Linked DNA regions of Rattus norvegicus: region 2 is linked to region 1. A link is a contact called in public Hi-C data. All regions are on one chromosome and are shown on one strand. Each heading gives the region's core, a stretch centred on a gene start, on an enhancer-like site or on the middle of the called end of the contact. The rest is flanking DNA. Distances are from core to core; before and after follow the strand shown.

Evidence for each region. A called contact is a pair of places that touch in the nucleus more often than the background predicts.
Region 2: a Hi-C map of the A7r5 cell line shows a contact between it and region 1, with 5 times the contacts expected there. The contact joins the promoter of Nectin3 here to the enhancer-like site in region 1. A contact is called at or near these places in 3 of 12 Hi-C or Micro-C datasets (the A7r5 cell line, kidney and liver).

What each region holds. Positions count from the first base shown.
Region 1 is chr11:67,471,345-67,474,404 of GRCr8, forward strand. No RefSeq gene overlaps it. Among named protein-coding and RNA genes, the nearest start is that of Nectin3, 350 kb to the right of the region's middle. Within about 2 kb of position 1,502, at least 5 of the 93 cell types and tissues checked have an H3K27ac peak or open chromatin away from gene starts, as enhancers often do. A contact at or near this core is called in the A7r5 cell line, where this site is marked.
Region 2 is chr11:67,825,337-67,828,396 of GRCr8, forward strand. It overlaps Nectin3 (nectin cell adhesion molecule 3), which reads left to right and starts at 1,608. Exons shown (of 6, transcript NM_001399228.1): 1 at 1,608-1,969. The coding sequence starts at 1,810.

The DNA of each region.
Region 1 (3,060 bases), core at 252-2,751:
CAACCAATTACTTGCTCAACAAGTCATATGTTTGTCATATCTGTACTTTGGTTGTCTTTGGCTCCCTATCTGGGATAAGCAGACATCTGTATGTGTGCTGTGTCTCCTCAGAAAAAGACCGTCACTCAATAGTAATTTTTTTTTGAGACAAATCCTCATACGTGGTCTTGGCTGGGCTGGCATTAACAATCTAGATGAGGCTGGCTTCAAATTCACAGAGGTTTGCCTGCTTCTACTCCTGAGTTCTGGGGTTAAATCCATGCACCATTGTGCTTACTTTAACTGTTTGATCATATCACTATTAAGTGTTACTAATCTATTAAACTTATCAAGGATACCCTTACATGGCTGAAAAATAAGAAGATGAGTTAGGTTCAACTTCACCAAGAGTTTCCAGCCTCCTCTGGTGTCCTGAAGTGTCTCAAGTCCCTAAGGAAGAAACGATGTAGTAGTGAATCAATTAGGAATAAAAGGACATATTATGAGCCAGTAGGGGCAGCAGGAATCTCTTGTCTTGCAGTAATGCTGTTAGTTAGGTCATGACAATGAAAGTAATGTCTTTTGGGAAGTGAACTGGTTAACAGAAGACATAACATCTATATGAATAGATAAACACCAAAATAAGAATATATTCATAACACAAAATAGTAGCATAAGATAAAACATTAAAGGTGTTGAATTTCTATATAATTGTAATAAAGGAAATAAATGATTTGATACATTTTAATATTTTAAAGGAATATCAAAAAGGATTCTATCTAAAGATACATTTAAGAAGAAAAGCAATTCTACATTGTTATGAGAGAGAAAGAGACCTCCAGTGATTGAAGTTATTTTTGTGATTTTTGGACACTTTTCTTACCCTGCTTTGCCATTAGCCTTACCAGCCTAGAAGCAGGTGAACTCAAATTTGGCCTGCTCCAGAAATTATAATGGAAAACAGCCATCTCTCTCATAAATGCCTCCAACATTCCGAGGATTCCTAGAGTGCTAGAAGATTTGAATATGGCATTCTTCCTTTCCTGTTTTCTAACCTGGCTTCTTCCCTTCGATATAATGGGTGAGGGAGACACACTTCTACTAGGACCACTACATTAAAGAGCTACATCACCTGTGTCCTCATCAGTCCTTAACCCTAATGTTCCCAGGACTCCTGCAAGACCTGGAGTCCTTTGAACAATTTTATTTGCATAAACTGGCCATATCATTGCTTTTGGTAATATATCCTCTCTACCCTAAAACACACACACACACACACACACACACCCCTTATGAACTAATTCTCTTTCTCCTTCTTTGAACTTTAGCAGTCTTCTAGCTAGTTGTTCCAAGCAATATATTAAGAGAAAAATGTGACGTGGATGCTGGTTTCTTCTGGCTCTCCCATAGGGCCCTTTTACTCAGAAGCCAGCCGCAATCTTCTGAGAAAGCACCAGCCATACAGACAGAGCGTGGAGGTGTTCCAACCACCAGCACCATGTATTATTTTCATCTACATTCCACATTGATTGCTAACTGTGCAAAGAAAGACTTTAAATTCCAGCATCCAGCATTGGTGCTGCCCAGCTGACCTCTATTCAAACGGCAGAAAAAAACTCCTGGCAGATTCTGCCACATTGTAGGAAAGGAATGAAATAAATGCTGTTTTTGCTATAGCCCAGTGTTTGCAAGTGGCTGCATTTGCTGCAGCAGCATTACTCTTTCATCAGCCACACATCTTTCCTTAGAGATTTGAGGGGAATATTAACACCCCTCATTCTATGTAGTCCTGGGAACATCAAGACCAAGGGTAAACTGATCAAGTACTGTATCTGCCGTCCTGATAAGAGGTTCTTACCTTTTGTTGTAGATAGTTCCCAAGACAAGGCAGCGGAAGGCCCTTCAGGCTCTAGTCTATCATGTTTATCTCACAGCTCTTAAGCATCTTCCTATCACATCTCTCCGTTGCATGTATTTTAGCGCACGTGAAAATATGCCTGTGGGCTGGGGGTGCAGCTGAGGATCTGGACCATCATTGCAGAGAGAAGCCGGAGAGAAGATTGATTTAAAAATCTCACCTTGGGCCAGATCTACTTCGACTGTACTTTATAAACCACCTCTGAAAGAGAAGCTTCTAGGGGAGTGTGATTTCATTCTCTGTCATTTGATAAAGGGCAGGTGGCCAAGCAATACAAATAATAAAAGATGCTTAAAGGGAGAGATTTTCCTGTCAGAAAAAGTACTTTATGAGGGATGTGGGGCTATAGTAGAAGAGAATTTGGGAATTTCAATATCCCGTACAAAAAGTCCATTTACTGGGGACAAGATGAGAGGGTTACAAAAAATATTTATGCTTTATGAAACTATAAAAAGCGTGAACCAGAGGAAACTACGGAGACAAGAAGAAAATAACGGAATGCTTCCACAGGAGAGACATAGACAAGAACACAACTCTTTTTAAAAACTGAATGGGATCTAAGGACTGAGTGTCACCCATGCTTGTCCTTTGACACGCTTTGATATAGACCTTGAACTGCAGGGGTCATTCTGATGCATTGCATTGCATCATAGCTAAATGCGATCGTCATAATTTACAGCGAGCATGGTAGCTTTGCTACTTTCTCTTTGCTAACCTAATTCCACAACAGAAATTAAAATGGAGGTGCCAAGAGTGGATATTATAAATAAAAATTAAGAAAACATGCATCAAAGCTTGTCATATGTTGAATATGTCCTAAGTTCATTTTAGTAGTTTTACTATGAGCTGTGTTTGGTTCATAGAATGAATCAGGCTATTTTTTTCTTCTTGTTAATGTTTAATTCCAGTACCTATGATTTGCAGCTATCTAGAACTCAGTAGCACAAGTTACTGCACTAATTCACAACCGCATCTCATTTCAGTCTCATGAAAACCCTTTGAGGCAGAAACTGTTACTTATTATTTTCAGATCATGATAAATTAAACAACTTGCTCAACATTCCAAGGCTAATATGACTCAATATGCATGACCCCAACTATTCTTATAATCTCAAACAGTGTCTTGCTACCTATTCTCTTTTGTTTATTTAATTTTCAGGAGA
Region 2 (3,060 bases), core at 358-2,857, 350 kb after region 1:
CATCTTGAGGATAGGTGGGAAGGCGATAGAAAGCAGTGACTGCAGGAAGACTGGGGCAGGCAGATGGAGGGAGAAAGAAGGAAGGGAGTGGAGGTAAGGAATAGAAGTAGCCCCAGTGCTGGGAGCAAGATAAAGAGAGCCTGGATAGAATGCTACGGAGGTGAGTAAAACATCATAAATCAGTGTTGAGACGAGGAGATCCTAGTAATTCAAAGTCTTGAGCACAGCGTTGTCTTGGGCACCAGGCAAGCTTAACTTTAGCTGCCACAGGCTTCTCTCTGGGTGGCTGATGGTATTCTTATTGGAGCACATCTATAGCTATCTGGTGGAGATGTTAGGACCAACATAAAATTAATGGTGTCCAGCCTTAGGAGAGTGTCCTCCGCTTCCACCTCCCCCGCAGATAGCCCAAACTGTTCATCCATCTCCTTCCCACTACAGTTACTGGGGCTTCAAGGTCAAGTCACTCTGGCTGTGCCGGGCGGGTATATGAGGAGGGCAGGGCAGACAAGCTTTTGGGGGTTGAGGGAGGGTTATGGTGAATCACAGGCGCTCCTCTTTTAAGGGTAAATGTCTAATACTTCCCGAGGTCACTTTTCGGAGACTAATTCAAAGAGAAACAAGCGAGAAAATAAAATTACACGTGCGAACATGCGAACGATCAAAGAGAAAACAAGACCACACTCGAAGCCCTCGCAGTGGGAGAAATCCATGGCCTCCTGTTGCCGGTCGCCTGGCGCAGAAAGTGGACAACCAGGCAAGGCAGCCCAAGAGAAGCAAAAGCTAAAGAGCAAACCTTCCGGGGCCCTTCCTGTCCTCAGGCAGATTCGCTGACCTCTCCAACAAGCATCCCTCCCAGAGAAAAAAAGGAAGGTTAAACGCCTGGGCCAACGCGCGGCCAGGACAGCGAGGCAGGATGCCCCTGGGGAGGAAGGAGGAGTGGAGATTCTCCTTTCAGTCCCCACGCCTGGGTGAGGAGGGAGAAGGCTGGTCCAGCCCCGCGGCATCCAGCTTCCCAAATTAAGCACCTCCCGCACGGACCAGCGGAGAGTGGGTTCCGCACCTTGCCTTCCCCGAACTCCCTCCTCCCCCGTTCCCGGTTGTTCCCCGTCCCGCTGGGGAACCGCCACACTCAGGAGGAGAGAAAGGCAGGACTGGGAGTCCCGCAGCCCTCCGCCTCAGAGCGCCTCGGTGTGCCCCGGCGGCCCCGGCCCCGCGAGGGGCGGAGTGGGCGAGACCATCTCAAGCGCTGGCGAGGGGAGAGACGAGGCGGGGCCGAGGGGCGGGGCCGCCTTTCCTGGTCCAGATTGCTTAGCCTCGGGAGAAGCCCGGTTTTCCAAGTGGATGAAGTTTTTTTTCTTTCTTTTTTTTTTTTTTTGAAGTGGGAGGAGCGTGTGGGGAGAGAGGGTGGGAGGAGACTCGGCGGGGTGTCTAGGCGTCCGGGCAGCCGGGCGGCGGGGAGGGCGGGCTCGTCCGGGTAGTGAGGGTCGGCGGCTCCCCCTCCCGCAGGGCGGGGTGGTGCGTTCCGAGTTCCCAGGAGTTCGCGGCGGGCGGGGACCGCGGGGAGGGGAGTGGCGGCGGCGGCGGCGGCGGGCGGCTCCCGCTTCAGCCTCGGCAGTGGCGTCGGCGACGGCGGAGTCGAGGCAGCCGCGAGCGCTCGGCCGAGTGGCGGCGGGCGGCGACGGCGCAGGAGCCGGGGGTTGAGGACACGCGCGCTGGCCCTTCCGCGCCGCGGCCGCCGCCGCCGCCGCCACCCAGAGCCTGAGGCGCCGGGGCGCGGGCGAGCGGGTGGGCCGGGGCAAGGCGGGCATGGCGCGGACCCCGGGCCCGGCCCTGTTGTGTCCTGGAGGCGGCAAAGCACAACTTTCCTCGGCGTCTCCTCCCGCGGCCGGACTCCTGCTGCCGGCCCCGACGCCGCCGCCGCTGCTGCTGCTGCTCATTCCCCTGCTTCTCTTCTCCCGGCTCTGTGGTAGGTGAAGCGGGCGAGCGAGGGGCAGAGCGGGGCGGGCGCGGGCGGCGAGGCGAGGCGAGGCTAGGCAAGGCGGTTGTGCCGGGCGGTTGGCTGCGCGAGCGGCCACCGCGGACTTTGCCTGGAAACTTTTCGCCGCGCCCCGGGCGAGGCCCGGGAAGGGCAGGGAAAGCGAACAGGGCGCCGACCGCTGGCTTCCCGTCCCCGAGGCCGCGCGGGTCGTCGCGCTGGGCCCCCAGGGCTGGCGGTGGAGCTCGGTGCGCGGAGCCCCGCGTGCCCCGGGAACCGTTACTTCCGAGCTGATGCGCCGAAGCGGAGAGCGCGGACTTCTGGGCTGAGGTTAGGATGCCGGGATGTATGTTGCCGCCTCCTCCTTTCTCCCCGATGAAACTTGAGCTCCAAGTCCGGAAACCGTGTGGACACTAGCCCGGCGCGCTGAAGCCTTCGGGTCCACGCCTCTTGGCCTCCGGGAGAAGGCACCATCTTAAAAACCCACCCTGCGGTAGCATCCCTTCCAGCAGGATTTGTGCCCTGGCAACCTTTGGATCTTTGGGTTGATCCCAGCTGGAACCTGCACGCCTCCTTTCAGTTGTTGGACGTCCTTCACGCAGCCCCTGGTTATTTTAGAAGAAAACCTTGTTTCCAGGGACTCAACATTTACCTTTTGAATACATATTGCATCTACTGTCCCCTGGCTGTTGAAACAAGTAGCCTCAGGTTTCTCCCGTGTGCCTTTTGTATTCCAGGTTTAGGAGCTAATCTCTTTGTAAGTTCTCTTCCCGGAATCTGAGACTAGTTTAGAGACCCACTTCTTAAGGAAGATGAAAAAATTGATAAATTTGCTTTTCATGCCAGAGAAGTGGACGTGATAATCAGTGGACGGCACTGATTTGGTGAAGTAAAGCTACCATTCTTAGGAGATTGAATGTCCGGGTGATATCAGAATGCCGAGAGGTGTTGTTCATTTAAGGTTTGCCGACGGGAAATGGAGGAATAAAACTTAGGTTGTTCAGACACTGGTTCTCAGTGCATATGAAATCTTAAAGCTGTTGTTCTACCAGTATTTGTTCTAAGGGAGAGATGTGTACGGG